Linked DNA regions of Mus musculus: all the other regions are linked to region 1. Evidence: chromatin contacts called from public Hi-C, HiChIP or PLAC-seq and promoter capture Hi-C data. All regions are on one chromosome and are shown on one strand. The core of a region is the stretch at or near the end of the contact, and the rest is flanking DNA. Distances in the headings are between cores, read along the strand shown. Region 1 holds the start of Rack1 (receptor for activated C kinase 1). Region 2 has its middle 38 kb from the start of Timd4. Region 3 holds the start of Rufy1 (RUN and FYVE domain containing 1). Region 4 holds the start of Hnrnph1 (heterogeneous nuclear ribonucleoprotein H1). Region 5 holds the start of Maml1 (mastermind like transcriptional coactivator 1). Region 6 holds the start of Ltc4s (leukotriene C4 synthase). Region 7 holds the start of Sgcd (sarcoglycan, delta (dystrophin-associated glycoprotein)).

Region 1 (4,036 bases), core at 850-3,349:
AAGGTCCCCTAATCCCAGCAAACTCTGGCAACTCTCACTGCTCGGCCTACGGATCCCAGCCAAAAGCCTTTGCAATGGAACTATTCCCCAGATACCCACAAGATATTGTGCTTTCACATCTGCCTATGGCTTCCCTCCAAACTTAACCTCACTGTCTTACCCCACCATGATAAGACGTAAACTACAAACAAAACAAAATGGCCATCCGGCTTCTTTCTTCCTTCGGTTCTTATCTGTGACCTAAGCTGGCTTGCCTGGAATTTACTAAATAGACTAGGTCAGCCGTGACATCAGTGATCTTCCTACTTCTGCCTCCTGAACACTCGGATCCCAAACCTCTGACACCATGCTTAGTCTCCTATATTCCTTTATTCTCCGCACTACCATATTTTATAAGTACTAATTTCAATCTCTTATCACAGATAAGAAACTAAACTCAGCTGGATGATGGTGGTGCATGTCTTTAGTCCCAGCGCTTGGGAGACAGAGGCAGGTGAACTCGGACTTCAGGGCCATCCTGGTCTAGAGGGCAAGTTCCAGAGCAGCTAAGGCTACACATTGTCTGGAAAAACAAAACACATAAGAAGAGGAGGAGGAGAAGTTAAATTCCATGCAATTTACGAATAGAAAAAAACAAGCCAGCATGGTCTACAGAGAGCCAGGGATACAAAGAGAAACACTGTCTCCAAAACAAAACAAAACCAAAAAAAAGAAAAAAAAAGAAAGAAAAACAAATACTTATACCTAGGGCTTGGTGTTTTAGGGCTATAATCTTAGTTACTTGGCAGGCTGAGGAAGGGAGATCATAAATTTAAGGCCAATTTGAGCTATGCACATCCTGAATCAAAACGAAACAAGGTTGAATGTGGTGATGAATTCCATCATCGAGGCCAGCCTGGTCTACAGAGTGAGTTTCAGGACAGCCAGGACTACACAGAGAAACCCTGTCTCGAAAAACAAAAAACAAACAAAAAAACGAACAAAAACTAAACAAGGCTGGGAGTTGGGTGGATTTAACTCTGTAAGGCACTCTTCCTAGCATGTGGGAGTTCAACCCATAGCACTAAAATAAATAATTAAATGTATCCTTTAGTTCACATAGACATTAGTGGTTGCTTACCTTCCTGACCTGTGTGTGCTCCTTAAAAAAAAAAAAAAAAAAAAAAAAAAAAAAAAAAAAGTGAAGCTGAACAAATCGGCTGTAGCCAAACACACATGGCAGGAGAGAAAATTCCTGACTTCAGCCAGTGCTCTGTGGCAATCACAAGCGCACTCACACACAAATACTTTAAAACATACAGTTAAAACTTTTTAAGGCCAGATCTGTGACATTTGGAAACACTACAAAATTTGAACACGTGTTGAGGTCATCGGGTTGCCAGGCTATCCGTGTTCCTCTGCTTCCCCGTCCGGGAACACTTCTTTCAGGGCAGCACAAGACAGACCAGCAGGCTTTTCTGGGGAATGATCAGAGGCACAGAAAGGGCTTCCAACAGAATCCCCAGAAATCTGAACCCAGCACTTCCTCCTTTATAGCCTCGCCGGGCGGCGGCTCGGTTTATAATTCCAGTACTTGGGAGACAGAAGCAGGTCGGTAGTTCAAAACCATCCTTGGCAACACAACCAGTTTAAGACTAGCCTTCGCTACATGAAATTTTGCCATAAAACAAACAAACAGGCCAGATTTGCTGGCACACGCCTCTAATTGCGACTTTAATTGTACTTCCGTAAGTCAAAGTTGGAGCCGGGGTCTCCAACCAAGGAACTGAACAGAAGCGGAAAGGGCGGAGCCGCGTCTCTGCCACGTAAGGGCGGAGAGGCCACTGTAGTTTGCTTGTGTGCCCTCAGCCCCACTTCTGCTTCCACGGCATGCTTTAATCTCCCGAGAAGCCTTTCTAAAACCCTGGCGCATCTGGCTTCAGAATGCATTTGTACAGCGCTGCCAAACTAGGTTGCGTGGCAGAAGAAACGACGATACTTGAGACCTACTCTCCCAGTTCCTCCCACTTCTCAGTGCAGCTATCTTTGAGCAGCAGTGAATCATGGGAATCCCCGCCTTGCTCTCCGAGTATTTCCGGTTCCGGCGGAGGCCGCTCTTTCTTTTTCTCCACAGGGTCGTGGTGGCAGCCGCTGTGGTGCTTGGCTCTCTGAGCTATCCGGTGCCATCCTTGTCGCTGCGGCGACCCTCGCATCAACTGCAGCCATGACCGAGCAGATGACCCTTCGCGGGACCCTTAAGGGCCACAATGGATGGGTAACACAGATCGCCACCACACCGCAGTTCCCGGACATGATCCTGTCTGCGTCTCGAGGTACGGGCTGCATGCCGGGTAAATCACCCGGTGTCCTGGGGACTGCATGAGAGTCTCGTGGTTAAGCAAGTGGCGCGCGTGTTGGCTCGGTTCATTCCCCAACCCAGTTGTTAGTTGGGGCGTGCATACCCCAACTTGGGCCCCAACCGGGACGACCCTTTACACATGAACGGAAACCGAGACACGTCGCGCAACTGTACTCACACCCCACCTCCCAAAGTTGGCGATTTTAAATCTCTCGCTTGCTTCCTGGAGATGTGTTTAAGTAGTTTTACGGGGCTACAAGACGGGCGGAGCAATGATGACCCCAACATGCCATCTGAGTGGCTTTGCTGAAATCCAGAGGCTGTTTCTGAGCTGTTGTCGCCTGGCCCTAAACTATAGACAGTGGGTAAACTTTGTAGATGCCTTGTTCCCCACATTTCCGGACTTGATTGTCCCGCCCTAGGTTTTCTTGTAACTAATGATTTTTTTTCTTTAATGATGTATCTTCATGTGTATTTCCTCCCTACCCACCCCAAAATTATGCTCATTTTCTCTCCTACCTAATACTAGGCTTATTATTGTCCGTTTCTGTGTAAGTTGGTTCGTGGCTAGGATTGTGTCTGATGCTACAATAACGGCTGCATTTATTTCAGTAACTCTCAGGCGGGAAAGGCTGTCTCTGCTCAGCCTACATACACCCAAGTGGTGCTTCTGCTGTTAATTAGTCTCGGGCCCGGACGATGACTAAGGTTAGGGTTAGTTTCCCAGACCCTGCATGGTAGCTTGCAGTCATCTGAAACTAGTTCCAGGAGACCTGACACGCACTTCTGAACACCATAGACACAGGTAGCACACATATGTATGTAGGGAGCCACTTTAAATAAAATACATTTTGAATGTGGAACTTAAGTCTCAATCCCAGGAAGTGTGGTGCCCATAGTCTCACATTACAGCTGAGATCTACAGCTCTTGATATTGTAGAGTAGTAAGCCTCTTTTATTTATAACTTGAAGTTTCTCTGTCCCGTTTACTGGCCCCAGTGACTTTAAGACTGTAAATGGTGCACAGTAAGTAGGCTTATACCAACCTTTACCAACCCTTTTAGACAAGACCATCATCATGTGGAAGCTGACCAGAGATGAGACCAACTATGGCATACCACAGCGTGCTCTGAGAGGTCACTCCCACTTCGTTAGTGATGTTGTTATCTCCTCTGATGGTCAGTTTGCCCTCTCGGGCTCCTGGGACGGAACGCTGCGCCTCTGGGATCTCACAACGCAAGTAGCTGCTTTGGAATCTTGGGGGGAAAGTGGGCAGAACTGAGGTAGATTCGCCGGGGTGCAGTCTCCCCTTGGTAATTGGTCCTTTTGTAGAGGGTAAAGCAACATTTGGGGGTGTTGTTTTAAACTGGGTACCTATGAAGTGTCTCATCTTGTACGTTGTCTTAGATGGGCATTTGGCAGATGTAATAGAGGATCCTAGTGATGACAAGACGACATTGTCAACCAATCCCCCACAAGGGAATGAGGACATGTCCTGCAATTCTGAATGGGTTCTCTGATACATGTCAGACATGACATAGGCTAGTAGTAGGTTCTAAGCCACGTGTGGACTGTGTGGGGTAATAGAGCCTACGGGGCAAGGATGAAGCTAGGAAAAGGCTCTAGCTGGATGGACAAAACCTGTCTAGAAAGTGACCAGGTTCTCCTTCTTAGGGGCACCACCACAAGGCGATTTGT
Region 2 (4,036 bases), core at 569-3,068, 2.0 Mb before region 1:
CTCAGTTAAGGATTTCAAAGCAGCCATTGAATCTGGAAGCAGTTTAGGGAGGCAGGCTTGTTATCCTGAGATCTCGGCTGACCCTATGTCAGGTTTCAAATTGGCAATTCAGGAGACTAGGCCTAAATCTCTGTTTCCAACAACTGGGCAAGTTCAAGCTAGTCCAGACCTCAGAAGCTGCCCCACCCCCTGGCCTGAGGCAAGGACAAGGGATCAGCAGCACTTTCCAGACTTCCTCAGCATCAGTTTCCAGCCCTGCCCAGGCCCCAGCAATGGTTCTGGAATGTTCTTAGAGCTAGAAAGAACAGATTAAGACAGAGGTCACCTACCCCTCCCCAGACTTCCCCTAATGTGCTTTACATTATTTAAGTCTTTAAAAATACCATCTTTGTAGATGGTAGTCCCCAGTGTTAGCATTTTGTCTAAGCTTTGCTCCACAATTACCTAGCAATAGCCAGGTGTGCCTGACTCTCTATAAAAGGGACTGCTTGCCCCCCTCCTCTCTCTCTTGCTCTCTCACCTTCTTTTTCTTCCTCTGTCGTCTTGCCCCTTCCCCCTCTTTCCCCATTCCCCTCCCCCCTCTCCATGTGCTCATGGCCGGCCTCTACTTCTCTCTCTCTCTCTCTCTCTCTCTCTCTCTCTCTCTCTCTCTCTCTCTCTCTCATTCTCTCTCTGCCTTTCTCTGTCTCTATTACCTTCACAACTGCCCTCCCCATACCACGAATAAACTTTATTCTATACTATACGGTCTTGTCCCTCAGGAGAAAGGGATGCCTCAGCATGGACTGGAGAGGCACCACCTCCCACACACATGACTTCTCATCCACCAGACATACTCCTGTCTTTATTTTTATAAAACACAACACCCAGCATGCTGGTTTTCCACAGAATAAAGCACTCTTTGTGTTTACATACTATTTGAGTCCAGGGTGTCATTCTTTGACGCATCCTTATATCCCCTCATTCAGAGCTAAGAAAACTGAAGCATAGACTTGAAAGAATTCAATGAAAGTCACATAGTCCAACTTACTGCAGCAGAGCCTGGCCTTAAACCAAGCCTAAAGGACCCCATTCTCTTTTTGTTTTGCTTTGCTTTTTCAAGATAGGTTCCCGTGTGTTCCACGTTGGCCTTGAACTTGTTATGTAGTGAAGATGATTTTGGCACTCTGACTTTCCTGCCTCCATTTCTCAAGTGCTGGGTATGTCCAATGCTTTCATCTCTACCCTGAGCTTCCCAGTGGAGACTTTAGTTTATGGCTTCATGCACTGCTTCTCCGGCCTTGACCTTCATTGGACCCAAATGGTCTTTAGTTTACTGGAATCGCTGGCAGTTTGAATGTATTGACTGTGTCTCACCCTGTTTGCAGCTCAGTCTTCCCTGTCCCGAGTTATTGACTCAGAACCCAATTTGCATTTGCAGAGAAAGCAGCAGAGGAGAACCTGGCAGGAGCCTTAATGAAGCCAGGTGGGACACCTTTAAATAGCAAAGTGTGGAAGTAACTCAGAGGCCTGCTGTCAGCAGGCTTAATGAAGGGTTAACAGGAATTTTGCAATGGCTGGCTGGGGAGACTCTTTGTCTCTCTAAAGAAAACAGAAAGTTGAGAAGTGGGCTCCCTGGGTAGACACTAGAGCAGGAGGAGGAGGAAGCCACTTGAAACCACAGGACAGAATCTGTAAATAGAGTTTCATTTAGCTTTGTAAACATGCTATATAGTCTTTAAAAAGGGAAAAAAAATGCCTAGAGTTCTTATTGCTCTGAGCATCAGAGGACAGCAGGGGGAACTGTTCCCAAATAAAAGGAATGCTAGTGCTGTATTGAAGGAGTCTGGGAAGCCCCAGCCGATTGCTCATGGAACAGAAGGTTGGTTGCAAGCGAAAACGCTCTGTTCCGGACCTGTGCACATTATTCATATTGAGAATGTAGTAGCGGGGCCAGGGACCCTTATACTGCTTTCCCCTCAAACGTTCATTCTCAGCTAAAGAAACTGAGGCTAGCAAAGGGGGTGATGCATTGCTCTGGGCCAGACAATAAGCAGGCCAATGCTGGGAGGTTGACTTGAACTGTGCCCTCTATAATAGAGTCTGGAAATGTCATTAACGTGATTCTTGAACATTTTTCAAGTTTATAGGTTCTGCCTTGTTATTGCCAGCCCTCCCCCATCCCATGCTCACTTAAATCCACCAGTCCATTATGTTCTTATTAGTGTAGCCACACACCTCAATAGTTCTTTTCCTAACTATACGTACTATGCCATCTCTCTCAGCACCTTCTGATAAACTGCTGCTTCCTGAAAGAGGAACTGGAGTGTGCAAACACATGGCCAGGCTGCTTGCTCTGTTGCTCTCTTATCCTACTAGCTATGGGGATAATGTGTGTAGGCTTGCCCAGGACTTCCAGTTTTAAATTCCTAAAGCTAGCATATTGGGAAGCATCCTCTGACTTGTCCTGGGAAAGACTGATGACTGTTTAGTCTATGTCCACGCTAGAGGTCAGAGACAAGCACCCCTTGAGTCTTATCTGACCATGCTGGGTCTGAAAGATGTTTTCAGGTAAACAGATTTAAGAATCTTAGGTACGAGGGTTTGAAGTCCGTCTGGTGAAAATTTGGAAACCCTCTCGTTGAGGATTGGGGTTCATCAGATTGAGGGAGTTGGGTTTGTAGGCTAGAAGTGATCACTCTTTTCCTGTGACTCTGCAGTTGCTGAAATTCAGTGTAGGATTAGATTACCATCAGATCTAAATTCTAGAACCTTCCTGTCAACAAAATGTGGGGCTCACTTCCTTGGAAGGCAGAATCATAGGCCTTACTCTAACCCGATTGGATCAGAACCTTCAGTGTCACTTGTAAGATCTTCAGCATGTTGGTCCTAGGAGTTCTGGTCCAAGGCATTGATTTTCATACTTGCCACAACCATCTGGGGGACTTAAAAGCGATTGTGTGGCTTTTCCTCTGAGGTTAATATTTAATTGACATGGGGAGCCCCGGCCATCAGGAGTTTTGAAGGTGCCAGTGCTTGTAAACCACTGTTCTGACAAACATAGCTTTGCCCCAGACAGTAATGTTGATTAATCAGGTTAAGGCTTGGCCTGAAGTTGCAAGATTTTGTGTTTTTAGTGCTCCCAAATGACTTTGCTCAAAGAAATGATCGATAAAATGCTAAGAAAAAAATCTGAGAAATGAGATAATGACCACTTATTATGAAAGACTCCCATTAAAGTGAGTAAAAGCTAGGCTGGGAGGTGGCCTAGTGCATGGTGTGCTTTCTACACAAGCAGGAGGAGCAGAGTTCAGAGTCCCAACAACCACAGAAAGGCTCTCCATAATTTCAGTACTCTGGAGGCAGAAGAGGGGGCAGATATTGAGGTCAAACCTGAGAGCTACATAAAATGGATCAGCAATCTCTGGATTCAGGCAGAGACCCTGCTTCCAAAACTAGGTATAGAATGATGAGAAAGAGACTCAATGTTAACCTTTGGCCTTCACACATACGTGTACACGTGTGCCCACCCACATACAAATATTCATGCACACATGCATACACACACAAGTAAAAGCCAGGCTCTAATACATGTATGTATATATGCATATATATGTGTATATATATTCTAATAGGTATAAGATCTACCCCTTTATAAACAGAATGGAAGACCCCTATCAATGAGTAAAATATTTATTGTCTTCATGAGGTTGTATTCAGCTGCAAGGAAGAAGATACAAAATTAGTAGCAAGTTAGTAAAGACTGGCTTGATTTCATGTAACTAGAAGTTTGGGAATAAGGCTGTTCCAAGTTTGGTTTATTAGTTTCAATGGGTTGAGCCATGATTCTATGATTTTCTTGGCTCTTACTTCATGGTTGCAGAATGGCTGCCACAGCTCTGCTAGGCATTCACACAATGTATCACAGGCAAGGAAGAGGGTGGCTAGTGGGAATTTCCCCCAGATGTGACCCTATGCAAAAGTGAACTATCTCACCAAAGCTAGTAGAAGATTGACCTTTATGTCTCATTGTCTGGAACTGGGTAATGTGCCCAGT
Region 3 (4,036 bases), core at 794-3,293, 1.6 Mb after region 1:
AGTAGAGGCAGAGAGAGGGAGAGAGTTGAGAAGTATAGGCCGGGCATGGCCATGAACACGTGGAGAGAGGGGGACGGGGAGGGGGAAGGGAAGAGCAAGAGAGAAGCAAGGGGGAAGCAAGAGTAAGAGGGAGGAGGGGGCAAGCAGCCCCTTTTATAGTGGGTCAGGCCTGCCTGGCTCTTGCTAGGTAACTGTGGGGGTGGAGTTTAGACAGAATGCTAACACCTGGGTCTTTTTGGACAGTGTGGCCAATTGGTTAGCTCCGGGCTTAGTGAGAGACCTTGTCTCAAAAATAAGGTGGGTTAAACAGTTGAGGAAAACAGCCAACTTCTGGTCTCCAAGTACACAAGCACATGTACAAACATATGTGAACCCATATACACACACAAATGAAAAGGTTATAAAAATAACCAAGATTGCCAGGCGGTGGTGGTGCACATCTTTAATTCTAGCATGAAGAAGGCAGAGGCAGGAGGATTTCTGAGTTCGAGTCCAGCCAGGTCTACAGAGTGAGTTCTAGGACAGCCAGGGATACTTAGAGAAACCCTGTCTCAAAACAAAAAACTAAAAACAAAACAAAAAAACCCCAAACAAAAACCAAGACCAAAACCGAAAAATCAAGGTTAATTCATTACCAAGGAAAGAAGCTTTTTTGTTGTTTTTGTTGTGATTTTGTTCTTTAAAATAAAATCTGGGTACTAAAGTCTATTGTATGCACGTGATGCCCCAGGCATTTACAGTCAACACTCACTTTACCTCAGCAACCTGAAGTCTGCATGGTCCATTCACAGTAAGTGACCAGGCCAAGTGAAACGTGGTTATTTATTTATTTGTCTGTTTATTTATTTAGAGGCAGGGGCTCACTGTGTACACCAGGTGGGTCTCAAACTCTCAGAGCTCCACAAGCCTTTACCTCCTAAGTGCGGGTCTTAAAGGCGAGCACCACAACGCCCTTGGCTATCCTTTATATTTTAATTTTAGATATGTTCAGAAACACCAATGGATTATAATTAGCGCAGTTCTGAGCACGTACATTAACATGTGCAGGAAGTATGCACCCGAATCACCAAGCCCAGCTATAAAAAACAAATAATAATTTACTTTTGTTCTTTATTGGTATGCTGAAATTCTAATCTAGATCATAACAGCTGAATTGGATTATTCAACGTAGCTGATTAATTTTTTTTTTAATCCCCGTTTTTATAGACTGGGAAACGCGAGTAGGACAGGTGATGGGAAGTCTTCGTCCCACGGGGGGTGGGGTTGGGGGTTAGTGGCGGGAGAATAAAGGGAACTAAAACCTCCTGACTCTGACTCGCTGCTCTCACCAACTTTGGAATACGCTGTCAACCTCAGCCGCAGGTGCAAACCGGCTGGCTGCCGAGATTGTTAACTGGGGACCAGCACCGGACTTCATTTGTCAAGTATGCAAAATACGAACACTGGTGATTTTCCGTCTAAGCCTCTAATGTAAACCTCCTATTTAAAGTCAATCCGTGATCACGACGCAGCTGCTCTGAGGTTCACAAAGACAAACAAGGTGGGAGGGGAGTCCCGGGCCGCAGTCACCCTGGCCCGGTGGGTGACACCAATTGCAGAGCCCCGTGCCGCGCCGCGCGGCACAGCTCCGCGGAGCAGCTCGTCCGGCCGGTCAGGTTTCCCCAGCCCGGGAGCAGCCCCGGCCCGCGGGACCCCGGCCTACCTGCGCGCTCCCCGCCGCCGCCGCCGTCTCCCAGCCCCGCGGCCGCGCGCAGCGCGCTGCCGCAGCTCGCCGACAGGTTCCCGGTGGCTCTGCGCGCCAGCGTCAGGATGGGCGCCGACCAGCTGTCGGCCACTCGAGGCCGCGACGCACTCCGCAGCTCGCCGGGACTCGGCAGCTGGCTCCGGTCCACGATCTCGAACGCTTCCCCGGACTCTAGGCCTGCTTGGGGCTCAGGCTCCGGCCCCGGCTCGGACTCCGGCTCCCGCTCCGGCTCCGGCTCCGAATCCTGCCCCGCCCGGCGGCATTCTCCGCGGGCGGCCATGTTGTTAGGTCACGTGACCCGCCGCTGCCCTGGACCGACGACCTTAAGCCGCTGCGGCCTTGCTCGCTCTCACCTGGGCTTGCTTTCCTTGTATAGCATTCGGGAAAGTACGATTCCTAACCGTAGGTGATTCCCAGCCCGGAGCACTTGGAAGTTACTTTTGGACTTTCTACTTCCCACCCCGGGAATGCGCCTTATTTTAACGTTTTGCGACACAACTTCCTCTTTTAAACTTTCATTTCACATGCCTTTTCCCCCTTTGAATCAAAATCTCACTGTTGGATTTTTATTTGTTGTTGTTATTGTTGTTTCTTTCCCCCACACAAGGGAGACATTAAAACAGGCCATGTAGCCAAGTGGTGGTGGGACAAGCATTTAATCCCAGCATCAGGGAGGCATAGGCAGGCAATATCGCTGAGGACAGCAGAGTCAACGGAGTGAGTTCCAGGACAGCCAGAGTTACACAGAGAAACCCTGTCTCAACAACGCAGTCCCCATCACCCCCAGTAGGCCACTTGGCAGGGGTGTGCTTAACTACTTTTTTCTGGGGTGTGTGTGTGTGTGTGCGCGCGCGCGTGCGCGCGCGCGCGGCATGGCAGTTCTGGGAATTGTACTTCGTATCTCATACATGCTAATCAAGACCTCTACCACTGAGCTTCACCCAACCCCCAACACACATAACCAACAGGACCGTTGAATTTGTGATCCTCCTGTCTCCATCTCCCAAGTGCTTCTGACCCCACACCATGCTAGGCAGGCACTCTACTAGCAGAACTAGCAGAGCTATGTTCCCAGTCAGAATTTCAGTCTGTAGCTCCGGCTGGCCTAGAACTCAGTAATAGAGCACTGGCCTTGAACTGGTGATCCCCCTGCCTCTGTCAAGTGAGTATGGGGATTTTATGTGTGCCTTACCATGCCAACTCATGTCTAATATTTTCGACTTCATATTTTTCGGCAGCTTTCTTCAGAACAGGCTGTAAAAGGGCTGCCAAAGAAATTAGGACAGATGAGTCAGAGGTGTGTGTGTGGTGGTGGGGCTTTTTCTTTCAAATCAAATGAATCTGAATGACAGCCTAGCAGGCAAGGTCAGCAGTGGTGGTCTGGAAATGAGCTCTGTATTCTGCTATTAATTAAGTTGATAGGAATTGAACCAACCTCATTCCTAAGTGATAAGGAAACGCAGCACACAACGTACCTTGTGATTATTGTCTCTGCTTTCCAACTCTGGCTTGGATAAGTCACCCTACAGATATGTGGTTATTCAGCCTATTTTCTTACTAGGGATAGAAGGGAATTTGGCAAGATGGAGATGCGAATGTCATGAGAATGTAACAATTTGCAAAAAAGAATTTAACAGTTTGGACCATGTCAAACCACAGAACTCTTAGTGTTTAAAATTATTACAGTGTTGTTGCAGGCCAGGTGTGGTGGCACACACTTTTAATCCCAGCACTTTGGAGGCAGAGGCAGGTAAATTTTTGTGAGTTTAAGGCCAGCCTAGTTTACATAACCAGTTTCAGTCCAGCCAGGGCTAGGTAGTAAGATCCTGTCTCAACAAATAGAATAAAATAAAATGTTGTGGTAGATTGTTAGAGATCAAATAATTTCACCTAAAAATTTGGATTTTAGTCCTTTTTGAATCATGGACAACTTAGAATATGTTTCCTGATGGTAGCACATTATTGGTAGTGGTTGGATGGCTGCTATGAGAAATTATTTGTGCTCCCTTTGGCATTACAGACACTAAGCCTCGAACAATATAGAGAAGCTTAGCATAGCGTCTGTGTGCTCTGAGGCACAGAGGAAAGGTTCATGTTGTGTGTAGATCATCATGCCCACTGCACCAAGCTGCAGGAGGAGAAGCATGTGATGAGGCCTTACACAGGGCTAGGCTCAAGTACACTGACCGATAGAAGATCCACCCACATCTCAAAGAATGGGGCCGTCACCAAATTTAATGCAGATGAATTTGAAGATCTGAGAAGTGACTCAGCCTCGGTGCACCTTCACAA
Region 4 (4,036 bases), core at 1,091-3,590, 1.6 Mb after region 1:
AATTTACATCAAAGGGAATGGCTATGATGTAGCATTTGCTCCCGTGATCAGATACAGATAGTTACATAGTCCCAGTATTAAGTTAGTAAGGATTAAAAGAAAGGGAAAGCCCATGTAGTGAAAGTCAGGCGTTTGCAGCCCTTGTACACAAAAGGATCTTCAAATCCTTCCATTGTTAGAAATTACACAAATACTCAGAGCCTTCTGCCAAACAATTGTCCACCAGAAAATCCTCATTGCGTGTGGTGGCACACACACTTTAATCCTGTCATTCTGGAGGCGGATGATCAAACACTTGAGACCATGCATGACTGCAAGGGGAGTTTGAGGCCGGCCTGGGATGTGTGCAATCAGGACTCAAAACAATAAGGAAAGGACACAATAAGGAAAGATAAAAGTTTTTATCTATGATTATACACTGCATTTTTCTCTTACGATGGAAAAATAACCTCCCATACAACTAGAATAGAATTTAGAGAAACATCGTAGGAATGTGGTTGTGTTGTCAGAAGGGAAACATTTCCCCCCCTTCAGGTGAGAGACCTGGATTGCTAAGTTGCAGTGACTCTCCCATCTCAGCATCTCAAGTAGATGGGACTACAGGCACATTACTGTGCAAAGTGAAAAAAGATGATTCAAACAAAAAACGGTGTGTGTGTGTGAAAATATAGTTGAGTGGTAGGACTGGTTTGCTCAAAGCCTTTCTAGTATGCATTGCTCTTCCCATACATCTAACCAACGATCGCAGGTCATCTAATAAGTATAGGGCTCTCAAATGGTGTGAATTAGCTAAAGAAGAGTAATCTTAGTTTCTTGGTAATCAATCTCATGTCCCAAGACCATGTAGGGGGAAATATACATGTTAAGCAAGCTCTCTACCACTACTATTTCTCTTGTCTTCTTTTTGAGACAGGCTTTCAGTAAATTTCCCAGGCTGCCTTGAACGCACTCTGTTGCTCAGGCAAGTCTTGAAGTTGCAGTTCTCCTCGGCTGGGCTTGTGTTCTTGCCTTTCACCCACCTCCTGGCCTGGAGACTTGGGAGTTCTCACTTTTCGATGATCTAAACTAGTGTTTTCTGTCTCCTCTAGATAGATCCTTTGCAGGTGAGGTCATGTGCAGTTATTCTCCCAGCCTGTCTCATCCGAGTTTCCCTTACACCTGAAGGTTCACGTTACACAGCTCCTGTTGCTCTCTTGAAGTCTTGTGATGCCCTTCTACTTAACACCCTTGCGCAGACTTAAAAGGTCTGAGTTCTGCACGCAGTCTCTGCACCTTTCCTTTGATGACACCCCCCCCTTTTAAAAAACAAACTGTTCAAACTGGATTTAGCCTCCTCAATGTTGCACTTGAAAGAAAAGCGTATTTTTGCCTGTAACCTCTTGTGATGGCTTTCAGAGGCTTACCAATTGTGGTACCTACCGTGGCACCGCCCAAACAATAACTCTTATTGTTAATTTCTAGGGTAGGTCAGTCAGATTCGGAGAAACTCGGGACATCATCCGTATTCTGCTATGTTGCAGGAATTCTCTTAAACGTCACCCATTTACCTCTGTAAGGGCACACGGGATGACCCGGGCGTGTCTCCACCTTGGGAGAGGCCCGTTGGTCGGTCGGGCGCAGCGCTCTGGGGCTGCGTCCTTCGCGCCCCTGGCAGTCTCAGCCTTCCCTCGCGAGGCGCCGCACACCGAGCGCCTCTCGTGCAAGGGCGAGGGGTTCGTAGAGTGCGAGTCCGTTAGGCAAAGTGGGGTACAGGACTAGCTCGGGCACTGGCAGCCCATGTGGGTCGGGACTGACCCCCTAAAGCGGGCAGGTAAGGGGACTGGTCCCAGGCGCCCCACGGAGATCGGGGATTTGGGCGCAGGGGGCGGGGCGGTACCCAGAGGAGGTTTGGCACAACCCGGCCCTCCAGCTCCTACGCGTTCTGAGGAGAAAGGGCATGGCTTCCTTTTCTTCGTGGTGTCTTTCAAAACCGACAGGAGCGCGGATGAAAAGCTGCGGATTAAGGGTAGAACTACCGCCCCTGCAAACCTGAACGAACTCTGGATTACTACCCAGTCCCTGCGGGGAGCTGATTAGCGCCATTCCCCTCCCCCACTCCGGCGGGTAGGTCTAGAGAACGGTTTGAAGGTAGCCGCATGCGCATTAAGTAAAACAAGAAACCGCTGAGACGCCAAGCGCAATAATTGCAAAAAGGCGCAGGCGCAGAAAGAAAAAAAAAAAACAACCAAAAACACCTCGGTCAGTTTATGAAGAGGGCTGAGCCCAAACGCATGCGTGTAATAATAGGACGGCGGGAGAGAGCTCGGGGTTTCTTAATACGCATGCGTCCAATCTCTCTGTGACGCAAGTGGGGCGGGGCCGGCAACAGGGTGCGCGTGCGCAGAGCTTGCTGGAAGGGCTTTATTTAGCCTGCGCAGGCGCCCGCTTATCATTTCTCCTCAGCCACGCCGAGGCTTTTTGTGGAGGTGAGTGACTTTCCGTCTTCGACTGCTGCCCGAGCTCTCCACGGACACCTCTTTGGGTGACGATTGCTTGTCGCTGAGCTTAGGTTCTAACCTGAGGGGCCGTGGCAGGCGCAGGCTGCCCCTGGGAGCCGCGAGTGTCTCGCCGGCGTGGCAGCGCCGCCTAGGCCTGCAGGCCGCGCCGCTTTCTATTGTGTGAGATGTCTGAGGAGGCGGAGCGGAAGCGGCGGCCGCCATTTCCTCGTCTCAACCGTGGCTGTGGGCCAGGGTCTTATTAGCTTGGCGCCTCGGCCCTGGGCGCACTGGGCGGCTTTGGGCATCGGGTCGCTAGCCGAGGCCGGGTTGCATGCTTGAGTCTCCGGGGCCCAGGCATCCTGACGGGCGGGACTCGCATGGCGGCGCCCGGTGCCCGCTGTGCGCCGTGAAGTGGGAGGGCCATTTAAATGCCTGTTTTCTCAGACGCGTTCCTGACCCCCACCCCCACCCCGCAGCCCCGCAATCTGTGTGGACGCCAGGACCACCGAAGGGACGATGATGCTGGGAGCAGAAGGCGGAGAGGGCTTCGTGGTGAAGGTCCGGGGCTTGCCCTGGTCCTGCTCCGCGGATGAAGTGCAGCGCTTTTTTTCTGGTGAGTTGAGGCGGGAGTTGTCAGTGGGGCCCGCGGCTGGGCCGGGCCGGGCCGGGTTGGGGCGGGGCGGGTCTCCCGGGCGCCCCCTAGCGAGTCGCGGCCACCAGCGGTTTCCCCAGGCGGCTCGCGCTCTGTTGGCCGCTGTTACGCAATGGTAATTGCGAAATCCGCACCCCCCCCAACCCCCTTGGGGATGCTGGTGGCCCTGCTGAATTTGTTTTCTTTTAAAACTTTTTCTGTCTCTATGCATCAATCTGTGCATTCTGGAGTAGTCTAAGAAAAATTTAAGTAGGGAAAGATGTGATTTCTTCTCAAGTCGTGTAAGGTTTTGTAAAAAGGTACTTGTAGTGTTGACCTTACCATCTGAATTTAGCTGTGGTAACAGAAAACGATCTGTAAATCGAGCCCCAAGTATACTGCAAGCAATTGCAGGGGGCCGTTGCCGTCCGGGTTTGAGTTGAACTGCAGCTTGGAGCCTTTAGTTGTTAACATTGGTCCCTTTTCGGATGAATATTGAGCTGGAGTTTGGATTTGAATGAAATTGTTATGTGGTTGCTGATAGAGGGAAGCTGACATGGTACCCAAACAAGAAAATGCTGTGAAGTCACCAGATCCAGATGAGATTATTCTGAGATAGTGTACCAAGAGATGGTTAATGGAAACTTAGAGGCAAGGTGGTAGCTTCATTTGAACTTTTTTTTTTTTTTTTTTCGAGACAGGGTTTCTCTGTGTAGCTCTGGCTGTCCTGGAACTCTGTAGACCAGGCTGGCCTCGAAATCAGAAATCCGCCTGCCTCTGCCTCCCCAGTGCTGGGATTAAACGCGTGCGTCACCACTGCCCTGCTCCATTTGAACTATTTTTGAGCATTGAGTTACCTTGTTGGACTAGGAATATATCCTGTATATGAGATAATTTGATCGTGTTCTGCTTGGTCAGTCTTTTTAGG
Region 5 (4,036 bases), core at 613-3,112, 1.5 Mb after region 1:
TACCTCTGGGCAGGAATCAACCACACCTAACCTCATACTCATTTGATTGCTTCAAGAAACCTTGTAAGGCGCACAACATACCCTCGATTTACAGGCGGGAAAGTGAGGATGAGAAGACTCGAGCAGCTGGGTCAGAACCGGTGTGTTCTGCCGTGTGGTCTCGCAGCGGGGATAGTGTGGGAAGGAAGGAAAGCAATAGCCCTGTGGGGCACATGAAAAGACAGGCTAGCTCCGGCTGGCTCCGAAAGCCAACCGAAGATTAAACCTAATTCCCTCCAGCAACAGAAGGGTTTCTAACATTTCAAGAGGAAGGGTATTAAGTGACTGAAAGACTAACCACCAGTTAGGGAAGAGTTTTAACAACGGCCCAAGTGAGAGACAATGAAGACATAAATTAGAATTACCAAACAACTTAAGTGTTGTAAAATTTTACTTTTAAACTACCAAGAATTTTGTAACACCCATTCCCCTCCCCCGCCCCTCCACACAGGTTTCCGGTTTATAAATCAGTTTCAGGGAGGCAAAACTTCTAACCAATAAATCTCGGGATTAGCTACTAAAAACCAAAGGGCACAGCTGACCAACAAGTAACGTCATTTCCCCCGTTCAACAACTATTAATATTATCAGAGGTTTTTAACAGGCTTAGTAGGTTAATTTTGGAACTGTCAATAATATAGCAGGAATCAGGCGTTCACAAATTCCAAAGTTCCCTTTTGCGGGGGTTGGGGGAAAACGAATGCCTTTTAAGCAACTCCGTTTACCGAAGCTTCCAAAGACTTTTCAATTTTCCATTCCGAAACCGCGGGATACTGTCAACTGAAGGGAGACTTATTTCCATATTAAAGCCCTAACTAACCTCCACGAAGCAAAGATCCAATCAACATCTGCAGACTAAGCGAGGCCAGGCCTACGGTGCAAGAACGCCCTACATCCTAGGCAACTCCAACGCGGGTCTGCTCCAAGACGAAGTTCTCATCAATTGGAAATTAAGTTTAGGAGAAAAGCCTACCAGCAACTAACCTCCTGCTTTTCCAGCCCCGATTTCACTCAAGTCCTCAAGGGGACGTTTTCCCAAAGTACACCGCAGTGCCACTTCTGGAAGATGACAAGCGCCCTGCCATGTTAGCCACCTCCCAGGACCCAGACTAAGAAATGGGGGCGCTCGGGAAAGTTTCCCCAAGGCCCGATCCGCGCCGGAAGAGGCGTTTTCGGGAGTGAGTATTGCTGTGGCAGGCGCCAGCCTTACTCACCGCGACCGGGCGGCCGTGCTCCGGGCCGTCCGCTGCGTCCAGGCGCGCGGCCGCCGGGGCCGAGGCGGGGGCCGGAGCGGCAACCGGGGCCGTGGCGGCGGCCGGCGGCTGCCGGTGCTTGCCGGCGCGCTTGGCCTTGGCCTGGATGCAGCGCTGGTGCAGGGCAAAGGTGTGCTGGCGCTCGAGCTCCAGGCGCTCGGGAGACACAGCCTCGTAGCGGGCCTCACAGGTGCTGTGGTGGCGCCGGCACAGTTCGATGCGCCGGCGGAGGCGCTCCATGACCGCGCTGTGCCGCGGCAGCGCGAACTCCGCCATGGGGCAGGTGGGTAGCACCATGGGCCGCGGGCGGCACTGGCCGGGCCCGGGCCTCCCGGCGCCGGCTGCCACTTCGGGTTCCTCCGCTTCTGACGGCCCGGATCCGCCTCACGCCCGCGCCATGTCCGGCCGGGCTGTGGAGCGGGCTCGGGCGCGGCGGCGGGTCTTCCTCCGGCCCCGCTCGGCCCGATTCCAGGCCGGGGAACACCGCCCGCCTCAGGCTTCGGCCTGTCCGCTATACCCCTGCCCCATTGTTTTCCGCGCCGCTGCCGCCGCCATCTTAAAATTGTTTTCGGGGCTTTCGGAAGAGGGCGGGGCCTGGGCCGGCGAACTCTGCGTCACTGCTGATGGACCGAAGCTCTAGCCAATCAAAGGAAACCCGCTGCCCGAGGGCGTGGGGGACAAGCACGTCAGGAATTTTCGGGTATTTAAACTGAACACTCTGGCGAGGAGGGAAGCCCGAGGCGGGCTCAGTGCGGGAGAGTGAACTGTGACTGACGGGAACCTATCCAAGAAGAGCCACGTTTTCTGAACACCGCCCCCTGAAAGCAGTCCCTTCCGGGTTCGTGAGGAACGCGGGTTAAGTCTGAGTGAGGTGGAAGCCTTAAGACCCAGATGTCCAAAGCTGTCTATCTTTTTAGTCCACCCACACTATTTCGAGGTCAGCCATTTCCGACCTCATTCTTTACATACAGCCACGTAATTGATCAGAATTGTTTTGAGCTTGAGCGACCTAGTAGAGATAGTTATCACTGACTGGTACTGTGAGCAATAGCTCATTACTTGGAGGGGTGAGGGTGGGAAAGAGCCTCAATACTGGGGACTGGAGTTATTTAGATCTACAGGGGCATACACTTAAAAACCGACTGATATATAAAATTGAGTCACTCAAAATCCAATCCAAAGCACTGGGTTCCAGTGATGCCACTAGCAAGCAAGTGAGCGAAGGTAAAAAGCCAGGAAAGGACCAAAAAATGTTCTGGATGGTTACTGACACCCAAACTGCCATAGGAGATGCTGGGAGGCTTTGCAATAGAAGACCTCACGAGCCACTCAAACATGTCACCCTTTAACCTCTTACTAGAGTTCATTAAAGTTTTATTTTTAAAATCACAAAGAAAAAAAGCTAACAGCCAAGTGTTTTTATACACATGGAGTTAAAATAAGAAAAAGGAATTCTAAGTTTTTGGTGGCGGGAGTGGCAAAGATAAGTGAGCACTGCTTCTTCCCAGTGCCAAGCATTACAATCAGCACTCAAGTGAAACCAGCAGCTTTTGTATGCAGTGATGAAGGACTGAACCCAGGACCTCATGAGTACGCTGCAGCTGTCTTCACATACACACTAGAAGAGGGCATCGGATCCCATTACTGATGATTATGAGCCACCATGTGGTTGCTGGGAATTCAGGACCTCTGGCAGAGCAGTGGGGTACTTAGCTGCTGAGCCAACTCTCCAGCCCACCATTAAACTGTAGTGTCAGGTACCCCAGATTGCCCTCAAATATATTGTCTGAGGCTGGCCTGCCTCTGCTTCTGATCACACCATTACGCCCAGTTAGAAGTGCAAGGTTATCTTCAAAACTCTATAGTGTATGGATTCAGGACGCAACCTAAAACACAAAATATCCTGGGCATGACTTCCAATATCCTCAAATATGAAGCCTGAGAAACTTTTTTTCTAATAAAAGCTGTTAAAAGATATATATATATATCCTAAAGAATAGTATCTAGGAGGACAGGGTGTAGCTCAGTGGTAGAGCACTGGTTCAAATGCCAGCAATGAAAAAGTTTTTGGGCTGAGGTCCATTTTACACAATGGTAATGACTAAACCATCACTTAAATACAAAACTAAATTAAGGTCTCCTATGAGAAAAGACTAAATTAACCATTATTCAAACAGTAAAAACATTCAGTGTTATGATACAGATATTTAACACGGGCTTTAATATAATGTCATTTAGCAGTGTGACAATCTGAAAAGTGGACAATAGAAGAGTACTACTGGCATGGACATTTTACAACAAGGAGTCCAGCATAGAAAATCAGAATATAAGGGCCTTTATCTATCTTAATTCAGTGCCAGGAATCAGACCCACGGAACCTTGCACACGCTTAGCAGTTCTACCTACTCAGCTACAATACCTGCCCTCTACGCTTTTTTTAAGAGCTGAAGACTGCTGATCATTTACTAACGAGTCAGGTATTTAAGGAGGCTGGAGCTTCAATGGAACCTTGAGGGAGGAAGAGGGACCCAAAAAGGCAATGACCACCACCAGTGACATAAATAAACCTGTCATTGTACAGCCTGGGTGAATATAAAGTAGGCACAAAACAATGTCAATGTAGAATGATGAAACAGATAAACCGATTTCTAGAAAAGCAATCATCCCCATGTTTGCTTCAAGGAGAAACCTGCAGACATGTATTCATTTCTTGCTAGTAACTGTTTATTTCACTCTATACATTTG
Region 6 (4,036 bases), core at 390-2,889, 1.4 Mb after region 1:
ACCCGCTGTCCCCAGATCTCTTTCCATGGGTCCCCTGTGGCCGATCGCCGCCTCCCACCCTTTGAGCGGCGTTGGGGAGCGACCCTCCCCTGCAGTGCTTTCCCGGAAGTCCGGCCAGAGTTACCTGAGTTGCGCTGAGCGCGCGTATCCCTGGAAATAGCGGAGGCGCGCGAACAGGTAGAACAGTCCGCACAGGGCTGCGGCTCCTGCGAGAGTCGATGCAAGGCGACGCGGTGAGCACGAGCTCCCGCCATCCGGGATCACCCCCACCCCCGAAGTGTGCCCCCACGCTGCCCCGCACCTTCGTGGAAGAAGATGCCGGCGACCCAGAGTGTGGCGAGGAACAGCGGAAAGTACTCGCTGCAGTTTACCCTGCGAGGGGTAGGCTGGGTGAGCGCGTGGTTCACCTTGGCTGACACCCGAACCCGCCCGGACCCGCCGCGCTCACTGGGCTCGGAAGACGCGCTCGAACTCGGGAGGGCCAGAGGTGAGCGGCGGCGACACGTGGAAAGCCCTTCGTGCAGAGATCACCTGTAGGGAGAAGTAGGCTGCGGCCGTGGGGGTGTGGGAGTCAGGTGTGGTGCTCCGCAGATCTGGAGCGGGATCCGTCCCTTAGTTCCCCTCTCCTTGCCTCTCACTGAGCGACTCTCTTCTAATGCCCTTCTCCCACCTGCCCCATCAGTGGTGTTCAATGGAGAGGCCCTGTAGGCCTGAGGGTTGATTGACTAGGGTGATGCGCGGCTGAAACACCTGCCGGTGGGAGGAACCTTAGAAGACTTTACTCCTGAACGATTTGACTTGCAAAGCACAGGCAAATGCCTACCTCCCGTTCTGCAGGTCTGGACCCCCTGCGTAGGCAATGGACCAGGGCAAAATTGGCTGTATTCTTTAAGGAACAAGGAAGCACACGTTCTGTGGCTAAGGGACCCTGGTTTCCCCTCTACAGAATCAGCCAGAAGGGACTCTGCCACAAGCCAGAGTCAGTCTAGCTTGGGTCTCAGTACCACCACACAATAGCATAAATTCTTGTCTCAGTTTCTGTTTAGACATCATGGACCCAGCCTTAAATCTGGCAGATACTGTGCTCCAGATGCGTGGAGTTGGGACTCTCCCAACCTAAGCCCATAGCTATTCCACTAGTCACTGTATTGCACTCCCAAACAGATACCAGCTCCCACCACAAGGCAGGCACCTCAAGTGGCCCCTCAGCAGGGTGGCCATCCTTCACCTGGTCCTCCCCTGTAGACACTCCTTAGAGAGTGTCTATACCTGCTCCAGGGAAGTGGGGACTTCTCAGCTGGAACTTTGGCCCTCCAACAGTTCTTGAATTGCTTGGACCTTGGTACCAGGAGGCTAGCCTAGAAGCCTCCTGTCCTTCTCCTGAGCCTGGGCCTGCCAGCACCCCAATTCCCTACCCCAGGAGCCTGAAGAGAGCAGACTACAGGATGTAAGATCCACCCACCTCCCAGACAGGAGCCAGCCCACCTTGCAACAGAACTCCCACGAGGGTGACGGTAGCCAGAAGAGCCACTTCGTCCTTCATGTTGCCAGCCACAGGCAGAATTAGCTTTGGTGTTCTTCTTATCGCCCAGTGTGCTACTCAGACGCTGGCCCAGGAGAGGAAGAGCCTCGGCGCTCTCCACCCCTTTGCAGTAGAGGCGGGGAGGGGTGGGGATATGACTGTATCCACAAAGGCAGGGAGCCTGGCCAGGCTGGGAAGGTAGAAACCAGTGCTGTGGACAGCTTGACCACTTCCTTCCAGTTGTTCCTGGCCTTTCCGTGCTTAGTCCTGTGGTGGCGGAACTCATGCTGCTCACCCAGGCTCCCTCTGACTGCTCACCCATGCCCCCTCTAGCCTTGTGTGTTTCCAGCTACCATATCATCTAGACCCTGCATCCTTGGTAGTTTCCCACTGGCCTTTCAGACTTCCCCTTCATCCAGGGTTTACCCTAGGCTCTGGGCTCCTGGACTCCCACCCCTGACTTCCCCTACCCCAGTGATGACTGGGTCTGTATTCCCATCCAGGGCTACTCTGTAATGTCTAGTGCTGACACACCCTTCCCAACTCCCTATGGCTTCATAATGTCCAGGTGTCCCCAGCCACAATGGACCTACCCATGTTCTTCTTCCTCCTTGGCATCCTGAGGCCCATCCCCCTCAGAGCCCCAAAGGCTCATGAATGATATTTTTTATCCTTGGTTATGGGGAAATACTTGTCTCTAGGCTGGTGTATTTGCCCAGCATCCTACTTGGCTCCAGGCACTGACCCTTCCCTTCCTTAGCCTAGTCCTTTCCACACCAGACAAAGCTGACAACTCCCCACCACTGCCACACTTGTGGTGTAGTCATGTGTGCCGATGTTGACAGAAGAGAGACCCAGTTCTGGAAACTTCCATTAGCAGTCTGGGAAAGGAAGCTTAAGAGTACAGAAGCTGAGAAACTCTTGTTGTCGAGCCCTGGGGGCCACCTTGTGTGGTGTGTGCTCCTGGACTGTTCTTCCTTGTGAAATAGCCACTTCTCTTTTCCGATGAAGCTGGTTTGAGGTAGATTTGGTCAGCAGTGGCAAAATCCAGATCCATCTGGAAGAGTGGACGGAGCCATAGGTGAAGGGCGTGAACCAGCACAGGACAGGAGAGGAGCGTGTACTGGGGAACTAACAGGTCCTAGGCCACACTCCTGTCCCTGCAGCCAGCTTGGCCATATCATGGGTGTCATAAGACAGGGTCACCCTTGGGAGCTTCTGCTTCCCCACAGCCAGCCTCCGTCCTCGTTGCCTGAGGCCTTGGTCCCTGTGGACTCCCCAGAACCCCTTCGGTCTCTTTGTTCATTATTGCCCTCAGAAGATCTGAGGCCTACCTGCTGGGGCTCTGCAGGTTTCTCAAGATCACAGTTGGGTCAACGCTGGTCCTTGCATTACACCAACGTGTAATAGCAGTAGCTGGTGCTCTGAACTCAAGGAATGGTCAGGACACAGGCGTTCCAGGGCAAGATGGGCCTGCACCATGCCAATGCTTGGGTTCCAAACTTCAGGAGGCTGCAGTTGGGGCAGCTTCCGGGAGGGAAGGCATTGAAAAGGCAGAACAGGGCTGGTGAGATGGCTCAGTGGGTAAGAGCACCCGACTGCTATCTGAAGGTCCAGAGTTCAAATCCCAGCAACCACATGGTGGCTCACAACCATCCGTAACGAGATCTGACTCCCTCTTCTGGTGTGTCTGAGGACAGCTACAGTGTACTTACATATAATAATAAATGAGTCTTTAAAAAAAAAAAAAAAAAAAAGAAAAGGCAGAACATAGGATACAGGCAGGCCATGCTCCTATATGCCCATGTGGATAGTGTGCCTGTCTGCGTGCCTGTCAGCAAATGAACATCTCTGCGTGTCTCTGCGGTGAGCGTGGGTGCTCGCCGGTGCAGGCTACAGACAAGTCTATGTCTTGTGTTACTTCAGGCTCTGCTCTGCCAACCTTACATTTCCTCTCAGGCCCATGTGTCCTCCCATCAAAGTTCATTCTCTCTGGCCTGGCCACAGGAAACAGAGGCTTGATATCAGCAACTTCTCAGGAAGTCCCTGAGCAGATGTTCAGGGCAGGGACAAGGGGCTTGGTCTTTGACTCCCTCCCTGCATCCTTTGATTCTTCTCCTTGTACTTGGTTTGCCTAGCTTCTAAGGGCTCCACTGGACCTGCCCACCCTCTGACCAAAGAGCCAGTCCTGCAGGCACCAGCATCTTCTTCCCTGAGCTCTGCATGGTATACCTTTGCTGGCTCAATCCTTAAATGGCTCTGAGGAACCTTCTGGATGCTGAGTTCATGGTTAAACTCTGACCCGGTGGAAAGGTCAGTGGACCATGAGGGTAGAGAGAAAACATTGCTACTGTACTGGACATCAGCCACAGTGCACTGTCAGGCCCTTGACTCTAAGCTGTAAGTAAAAGGTATATTGTGTGCCCATGATCCCTGCACATAGGAGGCTGGGGCAGGAGGATGGAGAGTCTTAGGCCAGCCTGGGCTACATAAGAGGCCTGCTTCTATTTTAGA
Region 7 (4,036 bases), core at 1,093-3,592, 1.4 Mb before region 1:
GCTACATTCCAGTAGTGACTTGTTCATGTCCACCTGGTCCCTTCACTCAGTGTTCCTGCAGGAATAGCTCTGCAAGGAATACAGGCTAAAATAAGGCCCCAGAAGCCTCTTCTCTCCTGCTTCGGAAATCTGAGCCCTCTGGGTAATGCTATTCTTACAAAATGGGCTTTCTGATTACTTCCAGAAGGCATTGCAGGGTAGGCTGACCATAATGTTTCTCCTTGTGAGGAAGGTAAAACAGCCTCCTGCACTGAGGCTGTGAGTTACCTTCATGGGAAGGCCAGCAGAGCAGTGTCTGGTAGATTCTATTAAGTGTGCTAATTTCCTAGGCAGAGATCTCCCTCTGTGCCCCATGTTAATTTTGCCCAGCTCTGTCCTTACTGGGTCCACCTCTGTATCAGATTTCTTTTTCTCTGCCTCTTTCTTCCCCGGACTCCTCCTTTCAAATTACAAGAGAGTTTGAGATTCTCTCTTGAAAAGAGAAACTACAGTTTCTTCCCAGTTTGGGCACTGCTCCGCACGAGCACAATCCTGCAACCCAGAGTTGCTATGTCACGCCTCTTTCTGCAGAAAGCTTGACACGTACTAAATTTAGAGGGGGATGACATTCTAGATCACTCTGTCTCTGTTACTGGCAGTGGGTGCCTGGCTATGGTTCAGCTTAGTTACTAATCTGCCCGGGCACCAGAAAAGAGAGCCATGGTCCAGCTTGACTTCTAACTGCCCTCCCTCGCCTGTAGGGAGTCCTGAAATTCTTTAAGCTGCCCCACCCTGCCCCACCCTACCCAACTCTACCCCTCCTGAAACAAGGATGAAGTTTATAAGGAAAACATGTGTGAGCCACAGCTCAAGACTGAGAAAGCCAGCTGTCAGTCATAGAACCGATTCCATCCTCCAAAAACAAAACTATGAGCAAAGTACCAGCTGCTAGTCTGAAAAGTCTATCCCCAGCATGGACTTCTGCTTTACTCCTCTTAGGTCCAGGATTGGAGAAAGTGAGACATCTCAACATCTACCCCTCTCCATTCAGTACTAACAATAGCCTCTTGGACCCGGACTTAAACTCACCCCGTCTTCTAAGAGAAGCAACCATAAGGTCTAGTGGCTCTGTGCTAATGACCTAGTATTCAAGGACTTTCCTCTGTTTTCCCTAGGCAGGCTCTTGCCCAAGTCTCCTCTGGACTTGCTATGGACTGATCACCAAGTTAGCCCTAAAACTGGATGGATGAGCTTTAGTCCAAACTTGTCTGAGCTGAGCTAAGCTCTTAAAGATAGTAACACTGCATGGCTTGTCTTCTAAATACATACACAGAAAGGAGCAATGTAGTAGTCCCAGGAAGGCTATTTATTATATGTATTACAATATAGTGTATATGTATTACAATATAGTGTACATATATGAGAAAGAACAAAAATTGAAGAGGAAAGGCAAGATTCTCTTCTGCTAAAAACTAGTCAACATTTTTAATGCACTGGTTTTAGGGAAAAATAAAACGGAGCAATCGATAGAACATTCACACTATTTGCCTCTATTCTTAACAATGATTTTTCAAAAATAAATGACTGTTTTATGCTATTGCTCTATTATCTGTTATAAAATATAGAAACATTTACTAAACTACAGGTTATTTCTTCCACCAAGTAAAAGGCAGAATAACAATCCAGCATATTTCTACACAAATATATTACTGCTACTCAAACCTCACATAAGAAAGTCAAAGACACATTCGAAAATTAAACACCAGGAAGCCTTACACACATCTGTTCCTACAAAAAAAAAAAAAAAAAAAAGTGTATTCCAAAATAAAAACTTCCAACTCTGATTCCCTCCAAAAGCAGAGAACGGTTTCCTGCTTGGAACACCCCCTTTAAAAATCCCTGAAGCATTCAAAACCGGAATGTCTTCATGGGAGATTATCTTTGCAGTCAAACGAGTGTCCCGTGAAGCAGAAAGGGAAACTTCCAGAGCGCTGGAAGAGGGTGTCAACACAGGAATCCACACACTTTTCCTTCCCCAGTGCTGTTAGCTGTGCAGTGCTAACTTTCAAAAGTGCCTGGGTGCTGTTGAAACTCAGATCTTAAGGGCCCTTTGCGGGCAGACAAAGCTTAGAAGCACCCAGTCCCTCTGCCCAGGTGATGAGCTGAAATGTGTTCATTCACACGTACACACGCGGCCTCTCCCCACCCCTGAATCCCCCAGTGTTGGTGAACGAACAGCAGACAGGGCTCAGGAAGCTAGGCTGGTAAGGCAAGAGCTGCACGGTCCCCTACCTCTCTTGTCTGTTTCACAGAGTGGCGGATGAGAGTCCCCCGTGGTCCCGGGGAAAGCTGAGAGGCTCTGATGGAGGCGGCCACTCAGCCCGCCCCCGTGAGCAGGCCCTGCCTGCGCTCAGGAGCTGCCCCAGTCAGATTTTCCAGCCGCACAACTGCAGCCAAGTCCCTGCCCATGCCTGAAGAATTTCCTGAACAGCATTCCCGCTCTCTCACTGCCTGCTTTGAAACCCTACTCTGCCTCTACTTCGATCCGGTTTTGTCAAGCTGACTCCCAGCTACTGGGCTGTCTCCAGATATCAATGGGAAACACGTGTGTCAAACACAGCCTAGCTTTCCTTGCAAGAGCGCTCATGGCGTCTGTCGGCTGGGTTCACACTCACAGAAAGAAGGCTGCTTCTAGAAACTGGATTTCCCAGACATTCTGTACACAAACTTTGCTCTGGGTACTAGATGCAGTAGACATGCCATCCCTCCCTCCCCCGACCCCCAGTTCAACATTGTCTCTTTGTACCTTGCCTGTTCCACGTGGATTGTGGAATTCCCCCACTGCCTGGGGTAAGCCCCCTGTGTTTCCCTCTTCCAGACCTTAATAACAAACCGACTGCAGCGAAGAGATATAAATTCTAACTCCATCTTCCTCTCTGGCCCTTCCTAAGTTTTTGCTTAAAATTTCAGTTGCTGGGGAAGCAATATTTTTAGCATTTCCAGTTCCGTCCTCCCAAGTTGTCTCCTCCACCTGATTCCTGCTGCATCTATCTCTGCAGCAACTAAAAATAATGCAATTATTTTCCTCAGACACTTCTGATACTTTTTGCTCTAAAGCTGTGCAGGTAACATGGTACTGGCTGTAACGTTTTACATGCTGTGACAACTCTGTTAAAGTGACAGGAAAAGAAAAGAACCTGGGACCAGAATGCATACTACATCTGTGAAGCTGTAATTTTCTCTTTCCTGGGTGGCATTCCCTCAAGATGTTGTGGGTACCTCCTGCTGGGTTTTGTGGTCTACCTTTGACATTTTCTCTTTCCTATCATAAAAAAAGGAGACAAATCTCAAAACACATGTGCTTCCAAAGGGAAGCTACCTATATCTGGTAAGCCAAAGCAACGTTTTCAACTTAATGTTCCAGAAAACAGGTTAAAGAGAAACATTTGGTGTATGAGTTTTGTTGTTTTGTTTTGTGTTAACATTTAAATCACACACATCAACATTTTTCTCTTTCTTTCCTCCTTCTTTTCCTCCCTCTTTGTTTGTTTGTTTGTTTGTTTCTGTCTTCCCATTTTCTTACCAGATTTAAAAACTATTTATATGTTCTTGAGTGGGCTGCTGTAGATCTTAGAACTCACTGGCGTTCAGGGTTTGGCATCAGATTGTGTTGAATCTTCTCAGCATAATTAAGTTTTTGCCTTGGGAAGCATGGTGGGCATTCCTGCAAGCATGCATGCCAGTGTGTGTGTGTATTCAGGCACATGTGGTGAGACACACCCATACATCTGAGGTCATGGTATAATAATTATAGAGCCAGAGAACTTAGAGACTGTTCAATACAAATAGTTTCCAACCTTCATCTTACACAGAGAAACCCAGGCCTAGGGAGATGAGATGATTCATCCGGAGTTGCGAAGACAGTTATTGCCAGAGCTGATGCTGGCAAAGGCACCCTGTGTCCCTGTCATGTGTGCTCTTTCTACTGTTGTGTATTCTGGGAAGGTTATACCACCCAGCTTTCAGGTGAGCAGCCTTCAATCAATTCTGAGTATAA

The links. Promoter capture Hi-C pulls out the DNA fragments that hold promoters and counts their contacts. A called contact is a pair of places that touch in the nucleus more often than the background predicts. HiChIP or PLAC-seq counts read pairs in DNA pulled down with a chosen protein or histone mark.
Region 2: a promoter capture Hi-C map of hippocampal neurons shows a contact between it and region 1, with 18 times the contacts expected there. The contact joins the enhancer-like site here to the promoter of Rack1 in region 1. A contact is called at or near these places in 4 of 39 promoter capture datasets (cranial neural crest, embryonic stem cells, hippocampal neurons and 1 more) and 2 of 115 datasets of contacts at active chromatin or transcription factors (astrocytes and embryonic forebrain).
Region 3: a contact with region 1 is called in a Hi-C map of B cells, with 6 read pairs. The contact joins the promoter of Rufy1 here to the promoter of Rack1 in region 1. A contact is called at or near these places in 1 of 39 promoter capture datasets (liver), 1 of 484 Hi-C or Micro-C datasets (B cells) and 1 of 9 other capture datasets (adipose tissue).
Region 4: a promoter capture Hi-C map of neural stem cells shows a contact between it and region 1. The contact joins the promoter of Hnrnph1 here to the promoter of Rack1 in region 1. A contact is called at or near these places in 9 of 39 promoter capture datasets (the C10 cell line, embryonic stem cells, hematopoietic stem and progenitor cells and 4 more), 2 of 484 Hi-C or Micro-C datasets (embryonic stem cells and pre-megakaryocyte-erythroid progenitors), 4 of 115 datasets of contacts at active chromatin or transcription factors (astrocytes, embryonic stem cells, large pre-B cells and 1 more) and 2 of 9 other capture datasets (adipose tissue and embryonic stem cells).
Region 5: an H3K4me3 HiChIP or PLAC-seq map of stem cell-derived neural progenitor cells shows a contact between it and region 1, with 2.7 times the contacts expected there. The contact joins the promoter of Maml1 here to the promoter of Rack1 in region 1. A contact is called at or near these places in 3 of 39 promoter capture datasets (the 3T3-L1 cell line and embryonic stem cells), 2 of 484 Hi-C or Micro-C datasets (both in embryonic stem cells), 4 of 115 datasets of contacts at active chromatin or transcription factors (embryonic stem cells, extraembryonic endoderm stem cells and stem cell-derived neural progenitor cells) and 2 of 9 other capture datasets (adipose tissue and liver).
Region 6: an H3K27ac HiChIP or PLAC-seq map of extraembryonic endoderm stem cells shows a contact between it and region 1, with 10 times the contacts expected there. The contact joins the promoter of Ltc4s here to the promoter of Rack1 in region 1. A contact is called at or near these places in 7 of 39 promoter capture datasets (the 3T3-L1 cell line, the C10 cell line, embryonic stem cells and 3 more), 2 of 115 datasets of contacts at active chromatin or transcription factors (extraembryonic endoderm stem cells and large pre-B cells) and 2 of 9 other capture datasets (adipose tissue and liver).
Region 7: a contact with region 1 is called in a promoter capture Hi-C map of hippocampal neurons, with 4 times the contacts expected there. The contact joins the promoter of Sgcd here to the promoter of Rack1 in region 1. A contact is called at or near these places in 4 of 39 promoter capture datasets (the 3T3-L1 cell line, cranial neural crest, frontonasal cranial neural crest and 1 more).

What each region holds. Positions count from the first base shown.
Region 1 is chr11:48,798,261-48,802,296 of GRCm38.p6, forward strand. Rack1 (receptor for activated C kinase 1) reads left to right here and starts at 2,100. Exons shown (of 8, transcript NM_008143.3): 1 at 2,100-2,312; 2 at 3,403-3,574; 3 at 4,013-4,036. The coding sequence starts at 2,204. It overlaps Gm36109 (predicted gene, 36109), which reads right to left and starts at 1,143. Exons shown (of 2, transcript NR_166852.1): 1 at 1,121-1,143. It overlaps LOC115485831 (a small nucleolar RNA gene), which reads left to right and starts at 2,605; the gene lies at 2,605-2,672. Snord96a (small nucleolar RNA, C/D box 96A) reads left to right here and starts at 3,773; the gene lies at 3,773-3,849.
Region 2 is chr11:46,846,658-46,850,693 of GRCm38.p6, forward strand. No RefSeq gene overlaps it. Among named protein-coding and RNA genes, the nearest start is that of Timd4, 38 kb to the left of the region's middle. Within about 2 kb of position 1,819, at least 14 of the 459 cell types and tissues checked have an H3K27ac peak or open chromatin away from gene starts, as enhancers often do.
Region 3 is chr11:50,429,082-50,433,117 of GRCm38.p6, forward strand. It overlaps Rufy1 (RUN and FYVE domain containing 1), which reads right to left and starts at 2,044. Exons shown (of 18, transcript NM_172557.3): 1 at 1,703-2,044. The coding sequence starts at 2,024.
Region 4 is chr11:50,375,338-50,379,373 of GRCm38.p6, forward strand. It overlaps Hnrnph1 (heterogeneous nuclear ribonucleoprotein H1), which reads left to right and starts at 2,341. Exons shown (of 13, transcript NM_001347487.2): 1 at 2,341-2,465; 2 at 2,954-3,090. The coding sequence starts at 2,994.
Region 5 is chr11:50,290,474-50,294,509 of GRCm38.p6, forward strand. It overlaps Maml1 (mastermind like transcriptional coactivator 1), which reads right to left and starts at 1,863. Exons shown (of 5, transcript NM_175334.3): 1 at 1,253-1,863. The coding sequence starts at 1,588. Canx (calnexin) reads right to left here. Exons shown (of 15, transcript NM_007597.3): 15 at 3,484-4,036.
Region 6 is chr11:50,236,893-50,240,928 of GRCm38.p6, forward strand. Ltc4s (leukotriene C4 synthase) reads right to left here and starts at 1,640. Exons shown (of 5, transcript NM_008521.2): 1 at 1,486-1,640; 2 at 449-548; 3 at 302-372; 4 at 125-206. The coding sequence starts at 1,543.
Region 7 is chr11:47,376,983-47,381,018 of GRCm38.p6, forward strand. It overlaps Sgcd (sarcoglycan, delta (dystrophin-associated glycoprotein)), which reads right to left and starts at 2,343. Exons shown (of 8, transcript NM_011891.5): 1 at 2,272-2,343.